3 separate regions of the Mus musculus genome follow, and regions 1 and 3 are each linked to region 2. Evidence: chromatin contacts called from public HiChIP or PLAC-seq and promoter capture Hi-C data. All regions are on one chromosome and are shown on one strand. Each heading gives the region's core, a stretch centred on a gene start, on an enhancer-like site or on the middle of the called end of the contact. The rest is flanking DNA. Distances are from core to core; before and after follow the strand shown. Region 1 has its middle 39 kb from the start of 2010308F09Rik. Region 2 holds the start of Atp6ap2 (ATPase, H+ transporting, lysosomal accessory protein 2). Region 3 has its middle 100 kb from the start of Gm34187.

Evidence for each region. Promoter capture Hi-C pulls out the DNA fragments that hold promoters and counts their contacts. HiChIP or PLAC-seq counts read pairs in DNA pulled down with a chosen protein or histone mark.
Region 1: an H3K27ac HiChIP or PLAC-seq map of epiblast stem cells shows a contact between it and region 2. The contact joins the enhancer-like site here to the promoter of Atp6ap2 in region 2. A contact is called at or near these places in 1 of 39 promoter capture datasets (embryonic stem cells), 1 of 15 datasets of contacts at CTCF or cohesin (embryonic stem cells), 1 of 484 Hi-C or Micro-C datasets (uterus), 8 of 115 datasets of contacts at active chromatin or transcription factors (embryonic stem cells, epiblast stem cells, large pre-B cells and 1 more) and 2 of 9 other capture datasets (adipose tissue and embryonic stem cells).
Region 3: a contact with region 2 is called in a promoter capture Hi-C map of pre-B cells, with 6 times the contacts expected there. The contact joins the enhancer-like site here to the promoter of Atp6ap2 in region 2. A contact is called at or near these places in 3 of 39 promoter capture datasets (the 3T3-L1 cell line, cranial neural crest and pre-B cells), 3 of 115 datasets of contacts at active chromatin or transcription factors (embryonic stem cells, large pre-B cells and trophoblast stem cells) and 1 of 9 other capture datasets (liver).

Annotation. Positions count from the first base shown.
Region 1 is chrX:13,206,770-13,211,197 of GRCm38.p6, forward strand. No RefSeq gene overlaps it. Among named protein-coding and RNA genes, the nearest start is that of 2010308F09Rik, 39 kb to the right of the region's middle. Within about 2 kb of position 1,347, at least 154 of the 459 cell types and tissues checked have an H3K27ac peak or open chromatin away from gene starts, as enhancers often do. A contact at or near this core is called in adipose tissue, embryonic stem cells, epiblast stem cells and 2 more, where this site is marked.
Region 2 is chrX:12,586,262-12,590,968 of GRCm38.p6, forward strand. It overlaps Atp6ap2 (ATPase, H+ transporting, lysosomal accessory protein 2), which reads left to right and starts at 1,498. Exons shown (of 9, transcript NM_027439.4): 1 at 1,498-1,674. The coding sequence starts at 1,635.
Region 3 is chrX:11,630,690-11,635,520 of GRCm38.p6, forward strand. No RefSeq gene overlaps it. Among named protein-coding and RNA genes, the nearest start is that of Gm34187, 100 kb to the left of the region's middle. Within about 2 kb of position 1,357, at least 39 of the 459 cell types and tissues checked have an H3K27ac peak or open chromatin away from gene starts, as enhancers often do.

The DNA of each region.
Region 1 (4,428 bases), core at 97-2,596, 620 kb after region 2:
AGCCAACTCAAGGCTGGGGGAAGGGCCCACATTCCTACCCTGTAAAAGAGAAAAACACAACCAAACAGCACCACAAACAACAGATTACAGGATTGCCACCCCAGGAGTCTTTGGGTTTGTTTGTTTGTTTTTAGATGACTTTTTTCTTTGGTAAGAATGTTTCATTTGTGTCTATGGCCTTGGAGTTAGAAGAGGACATGGGATCCCCTAAGACTAGAGTTACAGCCGGTTTTGAGTAGTTATGTGGGGGCTGGGAATGGAACCCGGGTTCTCTGGAAGAGCAGCCAGTGCTCTTAACAGGTCACCAAGCCATCTCTGGAACTGTCCTGTAACCACCTTTAAAATGCACATTTTGGTGAGGGGAGACTAGCATAACTCTAGATCTAGGGGTAACAATGACTGTGGCCTCTTAGGACATAGTACTTATGTGCCCACATACACAAATAAAAATAAAAACAGTAACAACAACAACAACAAAATAATCCAGCTCAGAGAGCTGGGGCTGTGTCTCAGTTGCAGAGTGCATGGCCGAAGAGTCCCCATTAGATCCCGTATCACCAGAGTAAGGGTTAACCAGCAGAATCCCTTGGCGGGTTGGGGTTACTAAAGTGTGTCCCAAAGATTACACCATCATACCATCATACAATAGATCTCCCGAAAGGAATTTATTTGGGTGGGAAGAGATGGGCTAGCCCAGACAACAAGAGACAGAGAGACAGGGTGAAAGAGTAGGCCGCGATGGGGGGGGGGGGCTGGCTTTTAAATGGTATGCCCGTGGCATTTGGCAGCTGGTGATCATAAAGCTGCTGGCCCTGAGGCGCTGAAGGCAGGCTGGGCCACAACCAGTACCGGCCACAGAAACCAGCTGTTGGCAGAAGTATCGGACCTGCAGTCTGGGATGGTGTGCCCACCCTGGGGCGTGGTCCCACCTGGTCACAAGTAAGATGCCTCCAGCCCTGACCCCACATCATCTACTCACGCAGCTCCCCTGTCCCAGCCAACAGCAACTTGTTCGCCCTGGGGTCTTACTTCTGTTAAGAGTCCCTACCAAAGGCCTGGGGCAAGGGTCTCTTCCTGATCTCCATAGGAGTCTCTGGTCTCACAATGTTTCTGTGTGGGTTCAGTGGTGACGAGGATTAGTTATGGATACACAGAGGCTGTGACACCTGCCAGCTCTGTGCTACTTCCTTTAAGGGCCTGGCCCCACAGCCACGTGGACCTTTGTCCATAGGGGTGGCGAGGAAGCCACACTGTTCCAGCAACCTGATCTTTAACAGAACAGCATCTGTCAGGACTCCGCGGCTCTCTGCCTGGCCAAGCCGGCACACTTTTTGTTGCCAAAGATGGGTGGTGTCACCGGAAGTCTAAGGGAGTGTGGTTCGGAAATCCCCTTGGAAAACCAGCTCTTGTGCCAGACCTCGCTTGACGTTAGGCTCTGCTGCCCTCTAGTGGCCGCAGGGTGGCATGAACCACGAGGGGTTGGAGACGTCTGCTCAATGGCTTGGGAAGTGGGGGAAGGGAACTGTGGCGGTTGCGCAGATCCAAGTGCTTTGTACCCACGACATCTTAGATTCTGCTGCGTCCCCCAACCCCCGATTTTTTTGCCCTTTGTTAATCAGAACTCAAAAAGCACCTAACCCTTTTACATATCCAGAGCACGAAGCCGGAACTAAGGCTCAAGCATCGGGCTCCTTGTTTGCTGGAATCCCCCAAAATGAACGTAACTGTCATACCATACATGTGTGTAAAATTGGAGAAAGGGGATGATATGAGCTTAATTGGTTAAGTGGTGGCTGGTGTATATCTGTAATCCTGCCACTACAGGGGCACAGACAGGGGATTCCCTGTGAGTTCTATGCCAGCCTGAACTATCCCAGTTTAAAAACAGAACTCTGCTATCTCCCCCACTATGACTCTCCCTTTGTCCCATTCCCACAGGCTAAGGGACTTCTGGATCCTGAGAACTCGAGTTGGCGATACAGTTGGAATGACTTTAATGGACCATTATATTTCCATATATAGGAATTACTGGCCATCTTAGGACAGGAATGCTTTCCAGGAATAATCTGCCTGCCCACCTGGTAACGCCACCCTGAGCCACAGCAGTTGGAAAGTAGGTGGTGGAAGAGAAACAGTGTTTCAAGTATTCAGAGCCAAAAGAGGGTCTGTGAAAAGTTATCCCAGCTATTAGTTATGAGACTGAGAGAGATGCCTCAGTGCTTTACAGTACTAATGGCTCCTCCAAAGGACATGGGTTCAATTCCTGGTCCCCATATGGTGGGCTCCCAATTATCTGTAACTCCAGTTCCAGGGGATCCACTGCCCTCTTCTGACCTCCTCAAGATCTGCATGCAGGTGGCACACAGACATGGAGGCAAATCACCCAGCCACAGTGAGACCTCATCTCAAAAGATTCAAAGAAAAGAGGGCTGTGGGAATGGTGTTGACATCAAGGATTTGAATAGAGAGCACCAGCCCAAATCATCATGGTCAAATTAATTAAAGCAAGCTTACCCCCTGCCCTACCCCCGCCTCCACTCACACAAGAGTTTTTCTCTGTAACAGTCCTGACTGTCTTTGAACTCACTCTGTAGACCAGGCTGGCCTCGAACTCAGAGAGCTGTCTGTCTCTGCCACCGGGGTGCTAGTATTAAAGGTGGGGGCCACCATAGTCCACTGCAAACCTGCAAGCTCTTTTTTTTTTTTTTTAATTCATGTGTATACATGGGTTGCCTCCTCTAAGGTGGAATTCAAGGAGTCAGCCTTGGATGTGAGGGAGATAATGTTTTTATAGCTTAGGGGTAGGGGCTTTCCAAATGGGGGATACGACAGGCAAACAGGCAGGGTTACAGAAGCAGAGCAGAGCATAAGAAATTGGTCTTGGGCTGGTGAGATGGCTCAGTGGGTAAGAGCACCCGACTGCTCTTCCAAAGGTCCAGAGTTCAAATCCCAGCAACCACATGGTGGCTCACAACCATCCATAACGAGATCTGACTCCCTCTTCTGGAATGTCTGAAGACAGCTACAGTGTAACTTACATATAATAAATAAATAAATAAATAAATAAATAAATAAATAAATAAATCTTAAAAAAAAAAAAAGAAATTGGTCTTAACAACTTTTGAAACAAGGACATGGTTGCAAGGTGGTCATAATAACCTTTTGAAACAAAAAAATAGGGTTGTCACATGGTCATAACTTTTTGGAACAAAGGCACAGTTGCTGTTTCCTGGAACAAGCAGTATAGAACCATTTGAAGGAAAGGTTACAAGTGGGGCATAGCCCAATCCTTGAGAAACAGTTTTAGCCATAAATACGATGGAGGCAGGATGGTTCATCAAGGGTGCAGCAGGCAAGAACACTACCTGCTCTTGCAGAGGATCCAGGTTTGATTCTCGGGGTCCATGTGGCACCTTTAACTCCAGTTTTAGGGAATCCAATGGTGTCAGCTACACACAAGGTGACATACATGCCCGCAAAACACTCATACGCATAAACATTAAACAAACAAAACTTAAACTATCAGAAAGGGTTGGGAAACATTCCCTCCTAGAGGCCTAGGAGACAGAGTTGAAATGCTGACGTCACATGCTGAATCCTGAACCATGTAAGGTTCTAAAAGGCTCTCTTTCTTCGGCTAGAAGCAGCCAACAATCACTGGGGGAGGAAACTGACCAGCTGCCAAAAGGAGATCTCTCAGACCTGTCCAATTGTCCATCTGTCCAGTTAAGCAGAGGACTTCAGGGTTCAGGATTTGTCACTGGTGTTTGGATGGGTTCTTATGGAATGCATCTGCTTTGTAGTCACCCCTGCTCCTGTAAGTAACCCCTTGCCATACACTTGTTAAAAACCCCAGTAAAACTATGATTTTCAGTAGTTCATCAAGCTGGACTTTGGTGCAATCAGTACATTGGTCTGTCACGGGTTCTCTGTCTAGGGTAAGTAGAGAGGTGTGTGTGCTTGCTCTTTACCTTGGAGAGGTCTTACACGGCAGAACTCAACAATGCAATAGATAAAATAGCAGCTGACTTTGTGATGAAATTCGTTCTCCCCCCACCCTGCTTGTAGTCCTGGCTGACCTTGAACTTGTGGCAAGCCTTCTGCCCCATCAGTGTGCTTACACTTAACTTTTGTTCTTTCTTTTTAATTCTCATTTCCTTTCATTTGGAGGAACAGTTTTACCCTCTCTCTTTTCAAAAATTACATTTATTGCCACATGTCTTTAGGCCCAGCACTCAGGAGGCAGAGGCAGGTAGATTTCTGAGTTCAAGGACAGCCTGGTCTAGAGAGTTAGTTCCAGGACAGCCAGGGCTACACAGAGAAACCCTGTCTGGAAAAACCAAAAGCAAACAAACAGATTCCCTTTATGAGTGCCACAGGGGACAGCTTTTGAGAGTTGATTCTCCCCTTTTAGCATCTGGGGCCTGG
Region 2 (4,707 bases), core at 248-2,747:
AATTGAGAGTTAAGAGCTTTCTGAGGTTGAGTGAGGAAGTCCAGAATGCTTTATAAATTGAGTGGCTTTGGTAAACATAGCGATTTCTAGAAACTGCCTTCTGAGTAAGGGGGCAGGGGTTGATTCCAGTTCTGGGGCTGGCTAAGTTTCACCTGGAGAACTAACTGCTGGAGGTGCTGCAACGCTTTGTTCTCCCGTAGTCAGTTCCAAGAATAAAACAGCCATCTCCCCTCAAGGGCACCTATCTTACGTCTGTGTACTGAACACTGTCCAGCCATTTCCAATGGTTCCTCCACTTGTACTTAATGAATTGTAGTTCTTCTGTGTACAAGTCAAGGTCTTTTAAAAGAAATTATTTTCCTGAGGTATGGCTCAGTGGTAGAGCACTTGCCTAGATTGTGCACAGATCTGGAGTTCCATCCCCAAACGATAAAGGAAGGAAGGAAGGAAGGAAGGAAGGAAGGAAGGAAGGAAGGAACTAAAATTTTAGCTCTATCCTTCTATCCTATAAAATCTCTTTTGTCCAACTAAACATTTAAAAGTTCATCGGAAGAGGCATTTCCCTACCATATATGCTATACTCTTTCTTTACACTTTCCACATCCTCCACTTACATATTAAAATCATATTCATCTTTCAAGGTCATCAACTGAGAAGTTGTTTTCTAACCACAGATTATGGGCAATGTCACTTCTTGCCTTACATCATAGGTAAGAGGCTATGAGCCAAGGGATGATTTTGGTCTAATTAGTGTGTCTAGCCGTCACATAGCCTCCCTGAACTCCTTATTCAGATTAGAAAATATTAATTATTTCAGAACGAAATAATTAATATTCTATCGGATCACTCCTTGTGTACGCAGTGTTTGGAGGCAGAGTTGTTCAATACAGTAAATCAAAAAACAGGATACCCTGTTATATTTCACTTTCAGACAATGGATACTTCGTATATATAAAAATAAGTAAAACAAATATTTTAGACACACTAAAAATCACTCTTTGCAACTCAGATTCAAGCGGGAGTCCTATATTTTAAGTAGCATCTCTTCTAGATGGACAGGGGTTCCCCTAGGCGCCAGGCTTCCTTCCCTCAGGTACTCAGCGTCTGTGTACTCCAGAGAGCAAAACCTGAGCTAGCCCAGCGCTTTCCATCTGTCAGTCGCAGCGGGCGGGAGGTGCAAGACCGGGAAAGACCGAAGCCTGGGTTGAAAATCGTCACCGGAGGTTGGACAAAGAGTCCACACCCGGGAGTAAGCCTCACTGTGGGCTTTCGAGAACCTGCAACCAGTGGGGCCACCTGCTCTAACCGCGGGCCCTACCCTTCATCTCGTGACCGGTCGTTGTGGGCCGGCGGGACAGAACCGCCCTGTTCTTAAAACTCTTGACTCCTATTGGCAGAGCATGCCATTCATCACGTTCGCCTCCGCCCCAATTGCTGACGTCGACCAGGCTACGTCTCGCTCGTGTAGCGGCGTAGTTGGCGATTGGCTGAGACCTTGTCTTGGAGCGGCTAAAGGGGAGGGGCTTGGGGATCGGAACCGTCGGGAGCGCGTCACTCGGTCGAGCTGCAGTGCTCGCTTGAGTCCCGGCGTCCCTTTTCGTGTGGCTCATCTCCGCTTCAGCAACCGTGGCACCATGGCTGTGCTGGTCGTTCTCCTGTTCTTTCTGGTGGCGGGTGAGTAGCTGGGAAGCACTGCGGGAAGCTAGGGGGCGCGGGGACCCTGGGAGGGAGCGGCTGCTGGCGGGGGCCGCAGTGGGGGCGGTCTGGGCTTGGCGGCCCTCTTCGGGGTTCTGGACCTTGATCTGGCTCGGGCGGAGCGGCCTTGTGGTCTCTGGAGACGAGCAGGGCCACCTGGGGGGACTCCGGAGCTGACATCAGCCTTTGGGGGTAAAGGCGCGTAGCCGCTTAGGACCCAGTCCTCCCATTTGTCTGATCACTCCTTCCCTGTTCAAGGCCCTTTGGAGGATGGGTTTGCATTTCTTAATACACCGTTGAACCACAACCCACTACCAAGGAAAGGTTAGCTAACAATTTAGCTGCCGCTTTTTAGCTGCTGTCTTTTTTCCACCTTCATTTCTAATGGTTGTTATTGACAACGGGTGAACCCTTACCTCCCTCATATATACATATCAGGATGTGAAGTTGAGTCATCGTTTTTTAAATAATGATTATTTCTTAAGATGATCGCAATTTCTTAGTATTGATTTCAGTTCCCAATTTGAAGGATTTGGAGAGCAGGGTATGAGTCATGCTTTTAGGATCACATGTCAAATAAATGGTAGCTTTCTTAGTGGAACCTACCTAGGCTCTCTAACATGGAATAAGAAGAATGGAAATGAGCTAATATTTGGCCTGTGGCTTGAGTATCATGTAGTAATGCATTTCGTTTACAGTAATCCTTAGAAGAAAGTATTCCCATTTTGCAGAGTATGAATCAAGCTGGGTATGACAAGGGGAATATGTATCAAAGCTGGGCATGACAAGGGGAATATGTATCAAAGCTGGGTTTGAAGACAGACAGATCAGTTGACTTCCAAGAAGGGGATGGATGCCTTTCCACTCTGTGTGTGTGGCACAGGGAGTGCTGTGTGGCAACGTGGGAGTAGTGGGACAGACGCTGAGCTTGCAGACAATAAGATACAATAAGTCAAGTGAAGCCAGGCATGGCGGTGCATGCTTTTAATCCCAATACTTGGGAGGCAGAAGCAGGTGGATCTCTTGAGTTCGAGGCCAGCCTGGTCTACAGAGTGAGTTCCAGGACAGCCAGGGCTACACAGAGAAACCCTGTCTCAAAAAAAAAAAAATCAACTGGAGAGCACCTTGGGGAGGAATGGGTGTTTTGTGTCAAAGAGATACCTTGTGCCTGTGCTGTGTGAGATGCTGGTCCTACTTTTGGAATGGCAGTTGAAGTGAAAAAGACCTAGTAATGGTTTTGAGCACCAAACCTCTTCTCTGCCCTGGAGGTGCCCAGCCCTCTGTGTTAATAGTTAACATATATTTCAGGCCTCCAAAGTGTTAGGGTCTCCTTCATTGTTGTTGGTTCTGGAAAGGCCATTCTGATTTAATCAAGATACTTTGGGGATTTTTCAAGGTACTTTGGTAACTGCTTGCCACAAAAGCATGAGGGCATGAGTTTAAACCCCAGCACCTGTATAAATAAGCACCCGTGTGTGCTGATAATCTCAGGGCTGGGGAGGTGGAGGTGGGTGGATCCCTACAAGTTCCTTGCTGGCCACTGTAGCCTAATGGGTAAGTTTCACATTCCAATGAGAGACAGGGTGGACAGTTCCTGAGGCAAGACGCTGCAGGTTGACCTCAGATTCCACATGCTTGCACATACATCCATGTGTCCGTGTACACACACACACACATTGGGAGAATTCTTTTGTTTTAATTTGGTTTAAAAGTTAAAAACGAAACCTTTCCATTGACACTGTAGTTCAGCTGGACATCTGTATCCTGCCTGCCATCTTATGAAGACCTAGATGTCCCTGACCTCAGAGAGATCTGCCTGTCTCTACCTTATGAGTACCACTGTGTTCAGCTCTATGACATTTTGAGTCAGGGAGGTCTTGGTTTTTGGTTTGGTTTTTGTCTAAGGTAAAATAATTATTTCTCTCCATGGTCCGGACATGCTAGCCTTGCTAAAGTGGTTTAGTTCATATAACAGTTGTCTGAGCTGCTGGCTCTTGTCAGGTGTCAGTACAGTGTTATTTTCCATGGTGACTAAGCGTGATTTAGTGGAAAACATCTTTAAGAGCTCAGATTTCACTGTTTGCTTTGAAACAGTGTTAGGGAACTAGAAAGAACTAGGGAACCTGGGCTATGACTACCAAGTTCCGAGGCATATTTGAAAAAGTTCAGATTTTAGCCTGGAGAAAAAGGACCAAGAGCTAACACATGGTATTGGTACAGATGCTTGTAAAGGAGGGAGTTGATTTTGGTCTCTGATGTCCTGGAGACAGAAGTAGCCCATATCCCTTTTTTAAGTTGATTGATTTTGTTCCATCATTCATAGAAGCTCACTGCACAAGATCGTGGAGTCTCTGAGGAAGGGACACTAACTCCCTCTCGAAGACAGACTGGAGAAGCTCAAGGAATGTCCCCCAGGGGAGGTGTCTCCCAAGAAGATTATAGGAAAGGCTGAGGTGGGGGAAAGAATTCAAATGGAACAGTGTGTGCATGTGAGCACAGGGTAATGAGAGCAGAAGAGCAGGGGGCTTGTTGAAATCTTAGAAGTCAGCTTGGTGAGCTGGCCAGGGGACATTGTTTTCCCAAAAGACTCTGGGCAGTGAGCACAAGCATTTAAGCCGAAGGGTGAATAAACAGATTTGTATTTTGGAAATATGAAGAGAAAACTGGAGCTGAGGGTAGTATGACAGGGTCATAGGCAGCCAGCTGCAGCAAGCCTGGTGAGGGATGGCCATGGTAGTGGGGGGGGGGTTGGGGGTTTGAGGGGTGTCAGGAAATAATGAGGAAAAGAGCAGCTGAAACCAGTGGATGGTTGGTTGTGGAGTGGCAGAAGGGCTTAAAGAGGAAGCGTTCAAGCAGCTAAATGGAAGAGAGACTGTAGAAGTCTCTGGAAAGCTAGTGAGTCCAGAATCAAACCAACTGTTGAGTTTGAGGGGGCAGTGAGACTTACAAAGAAATGTCAGTGCTGAGTGTGTAGGCCTAAGACTGGGGGAGAGCTAGACGGGGCTAAAAGCC
Region 3 (4,831 bases), core at 107-2,606, 960 kb before region 2:
TGCTGGCACACCCACTTTCGAGGTACAAAGCCCCAGTTTGATAAACTTCCGCTTCTTGTATTTGCATAATGGAAATGGACGAGATTTTCCACTCAGGCTTCTGGGAAGCTTAGCTGGAAGCCGTCCTGGAAGCAACTCCAGCCAAAGGACCTTGGGACTCGACAGGGATGCTGAGTCCCATTTCCCTGAACCTGAGACCAGGCAGGTTCTAGTTGAAGGTCATATGCCTCCTGAGTCCTAAGTCATAACTATCATTGCAGTGCTCCGTTAGAAAGCACGCTAAGTGAGAAAGCTTGTCCAGGGTTAAGTGTAGGAAAGAAAGGTCCTAACTCAAGTAGACATCCAACGCCCCTCACTGTCAGACACACACACACACACACACACACACACACACACACCCTCTGCTCACTTTCAGGTACCCTCTCCCTCAATCTGTTGGGGACAGGTCAGGTAGTCGTGGCTGTTCTAGATGCCTCTCCTTCTCGGCAGATTACTACAACCCTGCCAGGACTCAGTGGTAAAAGTTTGAACGTGTCTGCAGAGCTTAATCAAATGCTAATTCCGTGTGGTGAAAGAATTTGCTGGAATCTGCAAGGGAGCTCCTGGCAGCAAGAAAATGCGTTGATTCACTCCCAAATCTGCTTTGCCCAAGCCGGGTGCGATTTAGAGCGTAAGCTGTATTAAATCACAAAGTGCTGTGTGGATCATACAGCCATCCTTTGTGTCGTTAATGAAGGGAAAAACAGGGCTTTATTCTGAAGCTTTGTGTATAATCAGATGCCATGTTGTAAAGCTCTGGAAAACACACCAGAAATCATAATTGGGAGGAAATAAAAGGGTTAGTCCAAAACAGCGTATGCAAATAAGGAGGAAAAAGAAACTGCCCCCAAGATTTGTGCGTTTCAAGAATCAACTTTTAATTCATGCACAGGGAGATTACAGAAGGGGAGGAGCGGCCTTTAAAATAGTATGAAAAGCTAGTTTAGATGTAAATGAGAGATAATGGGCTTTCACCAGGAAATAAGCAAGGGGGCCAAGTTTGTGCCCAGGGCTGGGGGAGGGGAAGGCAGTTTGGCTTCTGGTTGTCCTCACTGTTGCAAACATACTCAGGGTTTACAGCACGGTAAGGAAGGCAAGGTTTCGTGCCATTGGCTGTGGTTAGCTGCAGTAGGAGGAAGAAAGGTCCAGCTTGCCTGTCGTAGCTCCGGAGGTTCTGGGATCTGGCTGAGTTGGGAAGGGGGTCTCGCGGTTGTTGTTTTAGCACAAAAATAGCCTCTGTGGTGTGATCATCTCAAGGTCGCCTAGGAAAGTGGTTGGGGTTTTGACGCCTGTCGCTGTACGTTCAGCCAGAGGAGAAGGAACGCTGCGCTGAGCCCTCCCCAGCCCTAATTCACTAATGATTTGCTTATTAGTTCGGATCAGGGAGCCGGTTTCTGGAGAGATGTGAATTGCCATTGATTTAATCCTCTTCCCAGCACGCGCTCCCGGCCTAGGGTGAGGCTGGGAGGAGAGAGGGGGGGTTGTCAGCTGGTTCAAGAGCAAGTTGCTGCTTCTCCTGTCTGGCTTTGTCTGTCTCCCCGACCATCTGCTTTCAGGCAGAGAGGAGCCCGTGGGTGGAGGAGCTAAGCCCAAGAGCTCAAAACCCGGACTCTAGACCTGTGTGTCTCCGGGTAACTGACAGCTGAGCTCAGACTTCTACAGCATGTGGGCAAGATATTGTGGTAACGTCTCATTAAACTAGAACGTTGGGGACAGCACAGTTCTCACACTGTCAGTATGTGTCCTCACTTAAGCCACCCACCAGCCTCTCAGGTAGATCGCCTCTACAATTTACAAGGGAAGAAGCTGAGCCTCAATGAAGTTAAGTTAGCCTGCCTAGGGTCACACAGGCAAAACAGTGGAGGGCCAAGGTGTGCAGCTTGTGGCCAGTGTCCTCCTGCTTCACCTAACATGAGCCATCTCATCTGTGTCTCTGTAAACTGCCATCAAGAGATTTCTTTTCCTCTCAGCAGGATCTGATAGCAGAGGCCTGTAATCTCCACTACTCAGGAGGTTGAGGCAGGAGGAGTTCAAGTTCGAGACCTGCCTGGACTATAGAGTGAACCCCTGAATTAAAAGAAATGAGAGGAGGTCTAAGAACAGAGCTCAGGACAGTACAGTGCTTGCTCAGCATAGTCCAGGCCTATGTTCAATTACCCCAAAAGGCAAGCACTTTTAGCCGTTGGGCTAATTTTGTTTGTTTATAGTGCTGAGGCTTGAACCCAGGGCTCTACTATTGAGCTGCTTCCCCAGCTCCTAAGTAGGTCATCTAATGATAATAGAGGGCATGTAATCTCCTACCTACTGCCCATGGGTCAAGGAAGAGAGATCTCTTAGTGAGCGGTGCCGTTTTTTGTTGTTGTTGTTGTTTTGTTTTGTTTTGTTTTGTTTTTCCAAATATGGCAAGGTGCTCAACCCACACCCACACCGAGGAGCCTAATTCATTATATGTCCCAGCTCCATGTCTTTGCCCAGACAGTTCCTTACACTTACCCACCCCCACCCTTCTCCAAACAGCATCCCCTTAGTTTAATCCTCCCGAAAACTGATCATAATTTTGTCCCCACTCAAACCTTCAACTCTTGAAGAGTTCCCCTTCCTAACCAGCATGGGGCTCTTCACGCTCACCTGAGGACCTGTGATTCCATTTCCCATCCTCCCTTCAAGCCTTCCACGTCTTTGCTCTTCCCCTTCTACAGCATCTTTTACATCTGCCAGTTGACTAATGAGTAAAACATGGGCCTTAAGGCCAAATTAATTTGTGGTTTCTTTGAAAATTGCTGGTAGATATCTTTTCAATCCCAGCAAGCCAGGCTTTTCCAGAGTTCATTCCAATCCAGAACACTAGGAGAGGACTAAGGAGAATGAGTTTCCAAACAGTGTCTATGGTAAACTAGTTCTCAAAGTCAGTACTAAAAGAATCCAGTCATTGGTTGCTAGTGTGTGCTCTGGTGCTGCTGTAGGCATCGAAGCCACTGAGATGAATGAGACAGAGGCTCTGCCTTTCTGTACAGAATACCCTTTGTGTGTGTGTGTTGGCGGGGGCAGGTTTGGAGACAGGGTTTCTATGTGTAGCCCTGGCTGTCCTAGAACTCGCTCCATAGACCAGGCTAGCTAGCCTGGAAGTCAGAGATATGCCTGCTTCTGCCTCCCAAGTGCTGGGAGTAAAGGCGTGGACTACCATGCCGGGATAGAGTATCTTTTTTTAACCTCTATTTGTATGTCTGTGTGGTTTGCCTACATGTAGTCCATACACCATGTGGTGCATGCAGTGCCTGTGGCGTCCAGAAGAGGGCAGTGGATCGCTGGAACTGGAGTTGGAGGTGGTTTTGAACCACACTTCCACCCTCATGTGAATACTGGGAATTGGGCCCAGGTCCTCTGTAAGAACAGGTGCTCTTAATCACTGAGCCCCATGCAAAGTATCTTAACTGGACCAAATAGTCATTATGCATTGTCCGCTACCCAGTGCTAAGCTGTCAAGTTTAGTTGTCAAACTTACCTGTCAAGCTGTCAAGCCCTGAGTTTGTTCAGCAGTTTATCTCCACCTCATAGACCAGCAGAAGGAATGCTCAAGCAATAGATTGTGAATACGAATGTGTAGAAAACTTTACCAGGTTACCTCCCTTGGTCCTTACCCCAGTGCTGGAAGCTTAGTGCAATACCTCCATCTTAATGATGGACAAGGCAGGTACTGAGTTTCTGTAAGCTTCCAGACACTATAGGAAACAAGGAGGGGGACGATGATGTCATGGCTGTTTGCCTCCAAATTTATTTACCACACCTCTCCGCTCACAGTGCCCTCTTGAGTTAGTAGGTGATGGGGCAGAAAAAATCCAAAGTGGAAAGGAACAGCTTGAAGACACCTGAAGAGACATGACAACTAAATGCAATATTGATCCCAGGTTGCATTCTGCATTAGGAAATGAGCATTCCATGAGGGAACTATTGGCAAAATGGAAGTTTAGAGTATGGCATTTTTTTTTTATTGGTATAAACTCCCTGCATATAAAATGGTCTTGTGGTTTGGAAGTTCAGGCTGCAATATTTAGATGAGAAATGTCATGATGCCTGGTAAATTCATTCTCATGGCCTGTGTGTGTGTGTGTGTGTGTGTGTGTGTGTGTGTGTGTCCTGCTCCTCCTCTCGCCTCCCTCTCCTTCTCCCTTCCCTTTCTCTTTCTTTTCCTCTCTAACCCTTTCCTTTTTAGAGGTCTCACTCCACCAACCCCCCCCACACACACACACTGAGAGAGACAGAGACAGACACAGAGATAGAGAGAATCAAATTCTTGCCTCAGCCTCTGTAGTATTGCCATTACACCTGACTTAGAGCTTAAAAACAAAACTCTAATGGGTTAGGAAAAAGACAAGCAATTACATGGACAGACAGATGAGCAGCTATTACAAAAATAATAATTCCTAAATCAAGATGTAGGGTACATAGGTGCCCAGTGTGCTATTCTTTCTCTCTTTCTGAAGATTTGACATTTTTCCAAACAAAAAAATTGAAAGAGGAGAGAAAGGCACAGAAATGACCCTGAGATTTCTTCCCACACCCTCAAGGAAGGCTGAAGATCACAAATGCAGACACCTTGGTTCCAGTAAGTGCCTAACAGCTGTGAAAATGGATGCATTAGCTGAGGCCCGCTCTGCCAGGAACACTGGGAGGAAGCTTCTGCAGCAACTGACTACCTTTTTTTCCTAGGTGTTTTCAAATGTGAGACTAAATTAACTACTCCATACCATTAAGTAACAGAGCAATCCGTGTGAAAGAGCTCCAGCGGTAACCC